Regions from separate parts of the Pan troglodytes genome. Here region 2 is linked to region 1. Evidence: chromatin contacts called from public Hi-C data. All regions are on one chromosome and are shown on one strand. The core of a region is the stretch at or near the end of the contact, and the rest is flanking DNA. Distances in the headings are between cores, read along the strand shown. Region 1 has its middle 41 kb from the start of ETS1. Region 2 has its middle 39 kb from the start of KCNJ1.

The links. A called contact is a pair of places that touch in the nucleus more often than the background predicts.
Region 2: a contact with region 1 is called in a Hi-C map of stem cell-derived neural progenitor cells, with 6 times the contacts expected there. The contact joins two enhancer-like sites. A contact is called at or near these places in 4 of 7 Hi-C or Micro-C datasets (blood, induced pluripotent stem cells and stem cell-derived neural progenitor cells) and 1 of 1 other capture datasets (stem cell-derived neural stem cells).

The regions. Positions count from the first base shown.
Region 1 is chr9:130,558,134-130,565,295 of NHGRI_mPanTro3-v2.0_pri, reverse strand. No RefSeq gene overlaps it. Among named protein-coding and RNA genes, the nearest start is that of ETS1, 41 kb to the right of the region's middle. Within about 2 kb of position 1,830, at least 1 of the 24 cell types and tissues checked has an H3K27ac peak or open chromatin away from gene starts, as enhancers often do.
Region 2 is chr9:130,758,301-130,765,376 of NHGRI_mPanTro3-v2.0_pri, reverse strand. No RefSeq gene overlaps it. Among named protein-coding and RNA genes, the nearest start is that of KCNJ1, 39 kb to the left of the region's middle. Within about 2 kb of position 1,821, at least 1 of the 24 cell types and tissues checked has an H3K27ac peak or open chromatin away from gene starts, as enhancers often do.

The sequences.
Region 1 (7,162 bases), core at 581-3,080:
AGCGGTTGGCTGCATTGCACCACCAGTATTTGGGCAGAAGGGGTCTCTGTAGGTGCAGAACACAAGTTCTCAAGGCTGCTACAGTTGAAGGAAGCTACTTCGTAGTTGAATAGATTCAGACTTCTTGAAAACCCAGCTCATGCTCATTAACTGCTATCCTGGGAGACACTCAGCACCTTTAGTTTCTTGAAAGCAATGCCCCCCTGCATTTGGCCTCCCATTGGAAGATATGTTTCAAGATCCCTCTCCACACAGAAGACAGTTTCTTGCCCCTCTCCTCGCATCCCAAAACTCATCTGTCTTTTTCTTTAAAATATTGTATGCAAAGGAGTTTCTCCTTGTATTTGTTTCTCCTTGCATTTGTAACAGATGTAATTGGGAAGTGATTCCTGAACTAACTTTTTCTCCTATTGTTACAGGTTAATGTCAACAATCAGAATACTAATAATTTATAGTAAGAGTTAGTTAATTTTTTGGATTCATACATAATTTTTAAGTAATATGCCAACTGTCCAAATACTATGTACTGGTTTTCTTGCCCATTAATTTGATGCTTCCTTTTCATATAATTTTTCCCCATAATGAGATATCACCTTACACTAGTGAGGATGGCTGTTATCAAAAGAACAAAAGATAAAAAGTGTTGGTGAGGATGTGGAGAAATTCGAACTCTGGCGCAGACGGTAGGAATGTAAAATGGTATAGCCGCTATGGAAAACAGCAGGGAGGTTCCTCAAAAAGAGGAAAACAGAACTAATATAGGATCCAGCCATTCCACTTGTAGGTATTTATCCAAAAGAATTGAAATCATGATCTTGGAGAAATATTAACATGCTCATGTTCATTGTAGCACTGTCAAGATGAGCTAAGATGTGGAAACAACCTAAATGTTCATCAATGGGTGAATAAAGAAAATGGGTGGATACAGACAGTGGAATATTACTCGGCCTTAAAAAAAATGAAAATCGTGCCATATGTGACAACATGGATGGACCTGAAGGACAGTATGCAAAGGGAAATAAGCCAGTCACACGAGCATTAACTGATTTTCCTACATGCAGTAAGCATCCTCTTAGTCATCTCTTCTTACTGATTCCCTGCCTCTATGGTAGCTTTTATTAATGTGGTCGACCAAGAATGGGAATAATTACGGCTATTATTTGTTGGGCATTTATTCTGCGCCAGTCCAGGGCTACGTGGTTGACATTTCTCTTTCTAGTCCTCACGGTGGTCCCACCTGGTAAGTATGGGCATCAGTGTGACATGTGGTGGTGAGTCCAGGCTCCGGACTGCACCACATGCGTTCAGCCCTGTTTTTTTCAGTTAGCAGCTGTGAAGCCTTCTGACTCACTCCAGGCCCTAGTTTTCTTATTTGTACAAAGTGGGTACTAATAGCACACAAACTAGAGGGTTTTAGCGAGAACTAAATGAGCTAACACATCCTAAACACTTAGGACAAAGCCTGCACATAGTAAGCAATAAAAAAAATTACTTTGTATTCTACATTATACAGAAAGAGAAAGTGAGTTAGAGAGATTAAGTAACTTGTCTGTGCTGGAATTCAATCCAAGGCCTTTGACCTGTTTTATGCCAAAGCTCAATCTCTTCTCAACTATGTGGGAACATGCAGAAATAGCTTGTTGTTGTCAGAACTGGGTTTTGAATGCAGCTATTGGGTTTTGCCACACGCTAACCTGCCTTTGGGCCTAGATGGTGGTTTGTCTTGGCTGGTGGGATAGGGAGGGCTGGAGGTTCCTCATTTTATCCTCTTTTACTGTACCCCTCTACGTTGGCCTTCAGGGGGCGCCATTGAGCTGTATTCGCTAGGTTCCAGGAGGAAGGACCTCAGGACAATTTGAAATTACACATGATGAAAAGAAAAACTCAAAGGCCGAAATCCAAACTGCTAAGACTTTTGTCTTTATGAAAAAACAGTTCCTAAAAAACAAAATTCCTCCCCTGGAAGAATGAGAGGACTTTTCAGAAGTCAAGGTTATTGCAATGTTTTTTTTTTTTTTTCTGTGCTCAACATACCTGTACTTAAAAAAAAAACAACAAACAAAAACTATAAAGTTACTTCAAAATAGAACAAAACAAAAAAGCACCAAAGACACTGAAATACAAAAACTTTGGAGACCGGAGATAATTTTCAGAACCTGCAACCTTAACCTTGTCAGGGAAGGTGTTCTAAAACCTGTCTCTCCATCAACAGAATAAAACAAATGTTTAACTCTGGTTAATGCTAACAAGGATCTAACACATCGGAGAGCATGGAAGCCCTGGAAAATAATTGCGACCAATTTTCCTTTGCTGATTTGCCAAATCTGAGGTTCCAGACGGCGTGACTTCCCTGGAAGCATTCAACAGGAAAGCCCACCTGTCTCCATGGCCAGCCTTAGCCCACCTGGGGCCTTGCCACACCTACTATCTGACCTCTGGCCTAATCCCAATGCCAGCCTGTGAAGCCAGCTTCTATGTGGAACCAGTGCTCTTGGAGAATTGTCAAAGCCCCATGATGACCCTTTGTCCACAAATGGTGTACAGTCTGATCATTCTTTGTCTCTCTCTCTCCTCTCAGGCATACATTAAATGTGGGAGAGAGCTATCCTGCTCAAAAGAGAGTGCTCCTCATTCTGACACATCTGGAAATCATCTGGCAAATGTCTTCTGACCATCTCTGAGTGAAAAAGCCTTCAAGTACCTCAGCCCATTTCAGCTCCACAACTTTCTCTTGTGATCATCCCTGTTTTACAGGATATGGAGGGGTAAGGTGACTTCAGTGTCACCTAGCTCCTGGAGTCGCTATGTTGAGGTTCTGGCTCTTTTGATTTAAGTCCAGGAATCTATAAATGACCAGATCTTCAACTTTTGCTGAGCAGAACCTGGGGCTGAAGCTAAAATTCACACAGCTTCATCCTTCATTGGCTGTCTCTCCTCACCTTTGCAGGGCTTCCTGGGGCTGTCCTGATAAGAGAATCTTTGCTATGATCCCCTCAAATCCCTCCCTTTGGCAAAATGATTAGGGCCTATCTGATGGAATGTGAGGTACACTCAGAAGTCCCCTCCAATCTCCCCCAGGGTCCCCGATTTTGATCTTAGCCTTCCTGGCTTCATGCTCACCATTACCTGCTGCAGCCCTGGCCAGAATTCTTCCATTCTGTAGAATGCAAACACCTTCAGAAGGGGATGGCTACTTTCATCCCTAAGGTCTTAATGTGATCTGGTTTAGAACTCTTTTCTTTGTGGGAGGGGGAAAACTAGGAGTAGGAAGCAAAAGTAGAAGGGTCAGGAAGTGCTAAGGGGAAGGGATGGGGTGCTGCCTTTCCATGTGGCTGACGGCCGAACTTGGTTCTGGGTGCATGGGTTCTGAGACCACCCTCGATGACACAAAGTGTGTTTAAATACAGGGTGTCCTGATGTGGGATGCAAAACAACACCCACCCTCTCCCCCGGCCTACCCTCATAAGCCGAATATTAATTTTACGCCCCACAAACACTTTGATGGCATCAATGCGGTATAACAGTACATTCTGTTTTCTGCCATGCAGTGTGGGTGATCACTCAGTGCTCTTTGGTAGTGATGAAAGAATCAGACTCCACTGCAGAAAACACCTCATTCTATTCTCAGAAGGTCAGTCATGAGAAATGGAGCTTTCTTTAAAACAGGCTTACAGAAAACAAAAACACGAACTTTTTAGCTTATTAACAAAAAAGCTCTCCATCTGCTTTTTTTTTTTTTAATAAACAGATATAGTTAATAGTTTACGGATTTTAGCTGTGGTTTTTCCTTTTTCGTTTGTTTATGAAATGTTTTTGCTTTTCAGTTTTAAGAAGAAATTTCACACCTCCCTCTGAATTTCTCATGACTTTGACTGCTGAGCTAAACTTGCCATTCTTGTACCCCGTGCTGTGCTGATAAGAGAATCTTTGCTCTGTAACCCTCAAACACAAATATCTCCCAAATGTGAAGACATTTCAGGATCTCTCCACAAATACAATCTTTAAGACTTACACTTTGGCAAATCTTCAAGCCCCAAACACCTTGCCACTCCATCAGTGGCCCTAATTCAGAGTGTATACCTCTCTGAAGGCCACCGGGGTGTGATCACGTGGGAGACATCTGAGCAATCTCCAGGGTCACTGGGCAACCCCAGACACACACAACCTGCCCAGAGGGGCCTGGTGTATTTCTTTCTCAGGCGGCAGCTGGATTCTAACTTACTGCAAACAGGTCACATTCAGTGACTTGACGCACAGATGGGGCATGGCAATGTCAAGCAGCACTCTTTCTTCATCGCTGTCCCTATTTCTTCCCTCAGTGTTTCAGCCAGGGTGGTCCTGATAAGAACTCTGTGGGCAACCAAGTTCAGCTCCTGAGCTCATTTGGGGTAGTTGTGGAAGGAGCTAGGTGAGGAAGGAGGAGAGCAGGCTCTGGAAGGGTGTGGCAGCCTCCCTGTCATTCTTTCTCTCTCCTCCCCTTTTCCTCCCTACTGTCCTTACACGAATGGTTTTCCTGGGTTTATCCTCTTCTCCTATAGGTGATAAAATCTCCCCCACCTCTCACAACACCTCCAATAAGGACAAAGGAGGGCTGGCATGCTCCTTCTGGTGGTCATTTGTTGCAGGACACCAGTATAGACTGTCACCCAAGTAGCAAGAAGAGAGGGGTCTCTTTTGATTTCTGGGGCGAGCCTGGCACTGATCTGGCTGGCTTACATGACTCAGCCAGGTTCAAGCTCCCCCGTGTCCCATGGCGTGAGGGTGTTTGCAGCTGTGAGTAGATCCAGTCACAGTGACCCCAGCAGCGCCAGGTCAGGGTGGGCGGTGGGGCAGGGGGCGGGGGCGGGGGGCCTGGCAAGCCCCAGTTTCTGCTGTTGCACCTGCTGGATTCAAGCCTTGGCAACCAACTCCACCCGCTTAACAACAATTCATGGCATCTCATTGCTCTTTCCTTTTCACTTTAGTTAGTAACTGGGTTCAGCCCAGGAAACTCTGGCTTCCAATCCTTGAGTGTTTTGACTTGGGGACCGTAAACTGTCTGATTTCTTGGACAAACATAATCTTGAGGAACTTTTCTCTTTACACAATGGCTAGGCTCTGTGAATGTCATGGCTCCCCATTCAGGCCTTGGTAGATTTTTTTCCCCCTTCCTACAGACGTCAAACTACTTAAAATAAATATTCCCTTTGGTTTTCGGGGCTCTTTCCTTTGGATTACTCACCTTTATCTTGGATTGGACGGCAGCTGGAAGGCAGAGATAGGGTTCATGGTGACTCTTGCACAGAGGCAGAGGAATCGCCTAGGCCAGGGAACCCAACCTAGGATTTAGTTTTTAGTGATTCTGGGGCTCACCTTTGATGTTGAAGATTTCACTGTTTTTGCCATATGGTGCCATTTATCCATGTGTGACTTTCCTATTTGGAGTGACTGCTAATCGTCTCCTTGCTCCAACTTCCCCTCCTGTGTGTCCCCTACCCAGCCACCATAGTTCTTTCCAAAGCAAATATGGTCATGTCTCCCCACCTCCTGCTACTGGGAACCTCTGAGGCCTCAGAGATAAAGTCTCATTTCTCAGTCAGGCAAACCGAGCCCTTCATGTTATGGCCCCTCTTACCTTCCCAGTCTCTTTCCCGCACACTTCCCTAGGCGGCCCCTGCTTCAGCCCCCCTCCAAACACAGGGTGTTGGCTTATGATGTGTGAGTCCTTCTGCCTAACAGTTCTCTTCCTTCCTTGTCAGAGTCCAACTCATCCATAAAGACCCATTTCAGATGGTACTGTGTGAGGCCTTCCTATACAGAAAGCGTCCCTCCATCCTTCCTCTGTGTAATATATATATATATTAGCAATCACTGCATTATGTTGTGGCTAACAACTTTCCAGCCATCCAAATAGCAGCTAGCTCACTTACTGTTACAATTATTATCTTAGTGCAAATAGACTAATTACCTTAATTCTTTTTCTTCTCCTTTTTTGTCCTCCCTTTTCTCATTCGTTTTGGTGGCTAGTATTATTTTTGCAAGCTTTGCTGAATCTGGTATTGTGCTTGGCATTCTAGAAAAAAAAAAAAACAGTTTTACATGCTGACTTTTGCCCTATCAAATATCTGCAATGCCTAGATGCAGACCAGGCATTTTGTGTCTGCTGCTGTCTCATTTAAATACCACACACACTCTGTGAGCTAGATGTCTCGTTTTTTTAATTTTCACATGAGAAAGACCAAGGCTTAGCGAGCTTAAATACATTTTTCAAGGTTAGCAGTGGCATAATTTAGACTCAGGTCTCTCTGATCCCAGATCCTGTGCTGGGTTGGACTACCCCACGGAGGTGTAGTCCACAGGGACTCTGTGTGTGGGAGCCGGGCCAGAAGGACTGTGCCACAGCAGCATACTGTGAGGGTTGACCTTTCTGTGCCTTCATGCTCTGTTTGTGGGATGGAAATGGAAACCTTAACTTACAGTCCTCGGGATGGTTGCTAAGGGCAACAGGTTTGTATGAAAGCACCTGCAATTGTTAGACAGAACACAAAAGTAAGATGACTGGGTCTTTTCCACCCTTCTCCAGTCTTATTCCTATCCCACCCTCAAATTTATAGTGCTTTCCTAGTCAGAGAGATTCGCCCCTGGAGAAAGTCAGCTGCAGTTAGACTGATTGCTAGGTAAAAACCAACGGTTTCATATCTTTAAATGGGAGGCAAGAGCAAGTGGGTCTGGTGGACTTAGGTGTGGGAATGTCAGAAACCGCGTGGAGACCAGGTCACACTGAGTGTAGGTTGGGGAAAGCTTGTAAACAGAGCATCCGAGGAAAAGAGAAGTTGCTGGGGGAGGAACGTGACTGCAAGACAGCATTCTCTGGGCTGAGGCAAGCCAAGGTCCAGGCACAGGGGTGTTGAGTGAGCACCCTAAGTGTCGGGATCCTGGTGACAGGCGCATTCTCTGTAACACTCAGCATCACCGAGTGTGGGCCCTCCTGCCCTCTGGGATCCTGTCCTTTATTCCTTTCTTTTCATCCAGACCTAGGATCCACTGGAATTGATCTGTCAGTGCGTGTTTATTAAAGCATCTACTGGGTACAGGACACCGAGAAGATACAGAATTGTAAAACTCTGATCGTGGGCCTTATTCATAAGAAGCTTGGCTAGAAAAACATAAATAATAGATTCCT
Region 2 (7,076 bases), core at 572-3,071, 200 kb before region 1:
AACACAGAGGCCACGTGTATCTACAGTTGCACTTAGCATCTGAGGAAGCTGGGAAGCCCTCACTGGAAGGGAAGACACGGAGGCACCTTCATCTACACCAACAAAGTGAAAGTAAGCAATCACTAATGAGTGGGCTGTTGAGGCCACCAGCAAAGTTGTTTTTAGTTGAACTAAAAATGGCAAGTAGAGACCACAATTATCCCTATGGTTATCTCAGTTCCCCACATGAATGGCCAGATGCAACCTGAACCTGTGATAGCCTCTGAAAAACACAGCCTGATGAAGCATAAAAGAAAAAAGTAGGCAAGGAAGGAGGAGGGATGAAGACAAGAAATAAGGTGCAAGGTTCAGGGGCTTTGAAGACAGACAGATTTGGGTCAAATCCCAGATTTCCCACTTATTGGCTGTGTTTAGCTTGAACAAGTTCTTAGCCTTTCTGAGTCTTTTTTCCAGTTGTGAACAACAACAATACCTACCTTAAAGGGATAGTGTACAGATATAGTATGAAATAATATTTAACAAAACACTATGTAAAGAACCTAGCACTATGACTGATATAGGCTCCCAATAAGCGGTAGTTTGAGTGATGACGATTATTCTGGCGATGATGGGCAAGGCCAAGGCAGGGTGGGTCTGGCTGATGAGCGGGGGTCCCATGCTGTGCCCTCGTTTCCTCTGTCCTGGGCCTCATCGTTTCCCAGCCTACATTCCTGGCCTTGCTTTCCATTTCCAGGCTTGATTTTAACCTGAGACACAGTAGCTCACCTTCCTCCCTGTGCCTGCCTCCGAGGTGAACTCACAGAATCCTAGAAGCTTAGCGGTGAGAGGGACCTAGACAAAGCCTGACCCTACCCTGTTATTTCACAAGTGGAGAAACTTAGGGCCCCTAAGTTTCTGCAGGGGGGCCTGTTCAAGAGGAATAATGTGTCTTAACGAGCTTCAGAAAAGTCGATTGCTGACCCATCCTATGCTTCAGATTTCCCCCTGGGTGGGAGTGAAGACAGGGGAGGGTAGGGGTCGAGGGGGGATCCTACTAGAATGGGCAATCCTGAACTAACCCGCACTTTGTTGGCGAGGTGTGCTTTGGCCAGCAGGTGGCGCCATACACTTCCAGATCGCAAAAGTGAAACTGACCTGGTTGAAAAGCAGTCTGCCTCTGATGGTTAAGAGGGCTTGGCTATACCCAGAAAGCTCTTAATAATGCTTAGAATATTTAACAGCGATATATAAAATATTGGGCCTTCTAGTCATTGCTGGGGTGATAAAATGACCGTGAAAGACATAAAAAATTTAAATTGTGATTTAAATGTAGAAGTTTATCATTCTAGAGAGATTAGACTGGCTCGAAGAGGAAGTTGTTACCATGTGTTAGAGTCTATGAGATTCCATGTGCTTTACATTTTCCTGACAATAAAGCTGACATAATACCATGACTCCCATTTTACAGATGAGAAGTCTGAGGCCCAGAGAGGTTAAGATGCATGCTCATGGTCCATACACGGCTAGTCAGGGCAGAGCTGCTATGTATCTATATATTCAACATTTATACAGAGTTTATTATGAGCAGACATTATTTTAAGTGCTTTATAAGTATCTACTCATTTAATCCCAGTAAAAACTGTAGATAGCAGAACAGGTACTTTTGAAAGCACAGGTTAGTCTGGGTCAAAATTCATGGGCTTCCCCAGGAACAGGCCAGCTCCTATCTCCCGGAAGCCTGAGTCCAAATTCTTTTTCAGTTGCTTTCATATGAATTTGGTAACTCACTTACCCTCTCTGAGTTGTGGGTTTCTCATTCGTAAGCTGATGATAATGAAACCAACCCCATGTGGCTGTTGAGAAGATCAATTAGTAAAACACATGACACAGAATTAACCACAAAGTCATATTCCTTGTTAAGGGATTATTTTTACCACAGACACCTAATAGATGAATTCACATAAACGCATGTTTGTTGCAGGATTATGTGTAGGGGTGAAAAGCCTAAGTGTACTATGACAGGGAAATCAGTTAATGCAGTGTGAAATGCTACGCTATTTTTTTTTTTTTTTTTTTGAGACGGAATCTCCCTCCTGTCACCCAGGCTGGAGTGCAGTGATGCGATCTCAGCTCACTGCAACCTCCACCTCCCGGGTTCAAGCGATTCTCCTGCCTCAGCCTCCTGAGTAGCTGGGATTACAGGCATGCTCCAACACTCTCGGCTAATTTTTTGTATTTTTAGTAGAGATGGGGTTTCACCATGTTGGTCAGGCTGGTCTCAAACTCCTGACCTCGTGATCCATCTGCCTCGGTCTCCCAAAGTGCTGGGATTACAGGCGTGAGCCACTGCGCCCAGCCTGCTATTTTAAACAAACATTTGGGCACTGAGCAATGTCCTACAGACACATTTAGAAAATAAAATACACTAGGAGCTCCATGGAGCTCATATTCTTGGGGCAGCTGACAGGGCACACCAATGTCAGAGGGGAGAATTGGCACAAGGCATCCTTACCTAGTGTGAGGCACTGAGGAGAGAGAGCTTCTCTGAGAAAAAGACATGGAACTGAAATGTGAAGCAAAAGGAAGAGTTAGACAAATGATGGGTGGAGGGGAGTCCAGGAAGAGGAAATGTGTCCAAAGTTCAGGATGTGAGAGCACAACACTCCATACACCACATCTTAAAAATAAGGAATGATTTTAGACAATGTCCTCAAAACATCAAATGAAAGAAGTGTGTACCAGAAATTATAAACATTTTTTTAGCTAAAAAAGGTTTTCAGTGTGAAATGTTTTTTAAAATGTAGAATTTTGTTGCATATATATGTGCATATACGTGTACCCAAAAAGACTCAGAAGTAAACATAAATTCATTCTTTCACTTATTCACTCACTCTATCATTCACTCATCAAATGTGTTTTGAGAGCCTGCGGCACTGGGGCCTGCTGAGGCCCCTGGGATAGAACAACAAAGACAGTCCAGGGCCCACCTTCGTGGACTGACTTCCTAGAGGAGGGAGACAGAAAATAAGCAATGCATGCATACATTTAAAATAATTTCAAACAGGCTGGGCGCGCTGGCTCATGCCTATAATCCAAGCACTTTGGGAGGCCCAGGTAGGAGGATCACTTGAGCCCAGGAGTTTGAGACCAGCCTGGCAACATAGCGAGACTCCATCTCTACAAAAAAATGGAAAAAATAGTCCGGCATGGTAGCACACGCCTGTAGTCCTACCTTGAGAGACTGAGGTGGGCGGATCACTTGAACCCAAAAGTTTGAGACCAGCCTGGGCAACATGGTGAAAACCCGTCTCTACAAACAGTACAAAAATTAGCCAGGCATGGTGGTGCACACTTGCAGTACCAGCTACTCAAGAGGCTGGGGTGGGAGAATCACCTGAGTCTAGGAGGTGGAGGCTGCAGTGAGCTGTGATCACACCACTGCACTCCAGCCTGGGTGACAGAGCCAGACTCTATGTCAAAAAAAAAAAAAAAAAAAAATTCAAATAGCGATACAAGAAAATACACAAGTGTGATGACGTGGAGAACAACTCACAGGGAGGGTGTTTCCTCAGACCAAGTGGTGAGGGGAGGCCTCCCTGAGGAGGAGCCACCGAGGGCCAAGCCATAGGAAGAAGGACCCAGTCATGCAGACTTGGGTGGAGAATATTCTAGGCCAGTGGCCTTCAATCTCGGACACACATTGGCATCATCCGAGAGCCTCAGAAACTACTGCTGCTTGCCACTCCTCAACCCTTTGAGTCTGCCTTATTGGCTGTAGGGGGACAATCTGGGCCTTGGGATTGTCACAGGAATTTTCCTAAGCTCTCCTGGTGACTCTGAGAATGCTGACTCCTGAGAACCCCAGGTCTAGTGGAAGTGACTCACAGCATGATCTGATCAGCTTTGGGTGGGAGCATACTAGTCATCAAATAACAGAGACCGATGTCCAGGTCTTTGAAAACCCCCAGGGCACCAGAAAATCCTGACTCCAGAGGTCTGCAGAGGGGCCCGGGGATTCTGTTTTCATAACATGTGCTGTCAGGTGACTGTATCCACTGCCAGGCCCAACAGATATCCTCTGCTAGGACAAATGAGAAACCCACAGCTCAGATGACCAGTATGACCACTATGCTCCCACCCGAAGCTGACCGGATCATGCTGTGAGTCACTTCCACTAGACCCGGGGTTTCTAATACTTCTAATATTTCTAATATTCTGAATTTTACAGATTTTCTATCATGACAATACATTTCTTTTATCATAATTTTTGACAAAAGGTAATTGAGAGGACATTGTAGTGGAGCTAGATGAAATTCTGGGCCTGGATTAGATCTGGTAAATTTGAATTCCAGTAAATAGCAGTGCAATCTGGGAAGAAGATGTTACCTTTCTGGGTCGCTGGTTCTCTCATCTCTAAAATGAATCCTATCATCCTACAACTCCACGAACTGGAGCTGCAGGTGAAGAAGAACAGACGGCAGCCTGAACAATGAGCCACCTGACTCCATGCAAGGGGAGTTTCCAAATAGCAGCCACCTCCGAACCTCCAAGCTCCGCAGGATCTTAGCTTTTGTTTTTTAACTAGTTTTCACGTGAACTCAATTTCTGGGGTTTTCTTATGGTAGGCTCTGAATGAAACACAAAAAAGTAAAGCACAGTCTTCTCTTTGTCCCATTTCTCTCAAGTTGACCCTGCTTTCCACACCCATTTCTCCACGCCCATTACAGCACTGCCACCGCACCTCCAAGGCCCTGGGTGGAATCGGCTCAGGCCAGCTGGCAAGAATGCTGTTCTCTGTGGCCTCTGAGTTTTGCCAATACTCTATGTCCACTTCCCAGAATCATTCTCTTGCCTTTTCCACTTTCCCCTCGGAGAACACAAGCGTGGGCAGTCAGGCTCTCTCCTACCCGGTCACCCACACTCTTGAGGCCTCTGTTGCAAAGTGAAGAGGAAGGAAAGACCGACTGTGCTTTTGTTTCTTTTTCAGCTTCCTGATTTCATTCTGGCCCTGCCTTTGACCAGGGCCATCCCTGAGCTGCTTGGTCATGATTTCTGCTAAGCAAGAGGGCAGTGACTAACTAGGAAGCAGTGCAGTGTGGTGGGGAAGGCCCCTGGATCCAGAATCCTCTCCTGGCTCTGTCCCCAAGGAGCTGTCACTTCAGTTTTGTGGCCCCTAGGGGGTGGGAGCATTCCTGTAAAGAGCTGATGGGTGCATCTTTTCCTAGCTCTGGATTCAGTGTCATGCTGGCACCCTGACACCAGTGGTGGCGGAAAGCTTATGTCTTGGGAATCGGCAAATGTGATCACTCAGGGCCTACTGTATTAGTCTGTTCTCACGCTGCTAATAAAGACATACCCAAGACTGAGTAATTCATAAAGGAAAGAGGTTTAGTTGACTCACAGTTCAGCATGGCTGGGGAGGCCTCAGGAAACTTACAATCATGGCAGAAGGGGAAGCAAACATATTCTTCTTCACAGGGTGGCAGCAAGGAGAATTGCCAAGCCAAGGGGGAAAAGCTCCTTGTAGAACCATCAGATCTCGTGAGAACTCACTCACTATCATAGAACAGCATGAGGGTAACCGTCCCCATGATTCAATTACCTCCTACCAGGTCCCTCCCACGATATGTGGGGATTACGGGAACTACAATTCAAGATGAGATTTGGGTGGGGACACAGCCAAACTGTATCACCCATGTTTGCCCCCCCTCAGGGGCCAGCTGCTAACATTTACCAGCTCACCACTGAGGGTATCTTTCGGGCCTAGCAGGGGATATCCGTTGGGCCTAGCAGTGGATACAGTCACCTGAGAGCACGTGTTATTAAAACAGAATCCCCGGGCCCCTCTGCCGACCTCTGGAGTCAGGATTTTCTGGTGCCCTGGGGGTTTCCAAAGACCTGGACATCGGTCTCTGTTATTTTGTTTTGTTTTCTGGTTTTTTGGTGCTTCTTTGAGTGGGCCTCTTGCTCCATAGCCCAGGCTGACATGCAATGTGGCATGATCATAATTCATTGCAGCCTTGAACACCTGCCACAAGTGATCCTCCTGCCTCAGCCTCCCAAAGCATTGGGATTCCAGGTGTAAGCCAGCACATCTAGCTGGACTCTGGTTTTACAACAAGTGGTAGAACCGGTGGATTACATGCCCCTAAAGGTCACTTTTAGCTCTACAGTTATCTGCTTTTGGTTGCCACCCAATGTGTTCATAGGTTGGTGCAGGGACTGCCAGAACCTAGCTGCAAAGAGCAATCGTCTTCTGCAGAGCCATCTCTTCCTCACAACCCTAGGCCCTGCTCTGCCTGCTGAGGCTGCTGACAAGTTTCCACCTTTACAGGACACTTTCCACTTCCCACGCTTAGGCAGACCTCATGCTGGGATGGGAGGTCGGTAACTATTCCTCATTAGCTGTGGCTTGGAGGAAACAGGGGTAAGGCAGCCAGGTTTTCCTACCGGAAGTGACTTCCCAGGGGGAAGTTGAAGCCTCCACGGAGAGCAGTCCTTCCTCCTCCTCCCATGCCAGGGTCCTTCCATGCCCTGGGGTCCCTTCTCACTGGAAAGTCATCCTGGCTCTAAGGGGCTGGCCTGGGGCAGGCTGCCCATGCACACTGGGCTGATGGTAGATCTTGCCAGGATTTGGGGAGGAGGGAAATAGTTGCCAAACAGAGACAGAGGCAGAGAGAGAAATAATAAAACGGAGGGAAAAGAAAGAAATAATAAGAGGGAAAAGAAACAAATAATAAGAGGGAAAAGAAATAAATAATAAGGAACGCGCCAGAAAGCCAAAAACACCAGGAATGCCTTCTTCAGCCATGTAAGAGGAAGCTGGGGTTAGGAAGGAGTTTGTGATTTGCAGCCCAGCGGGGGAAGCCGGGTCCTGTGTATGACACAAGGTCCTGGTAGCTGTAGTTCTTTGTCCAACCCTCTCCCACTCCATCAGCCCAGCTGCTCAGCTCTCCGGTGATCCGCACTTGGCAGGAATGGTTTACTCCACGTTCTTTCTGTTTCCCCCTCTCCCTTCTTTCTGACCCCAGCTTTTCCTGTCTGCCTTCTAGAGCCACCGGAATTAGGCCTCCTGCTCCCTCCTTCTCAGCCTCTAG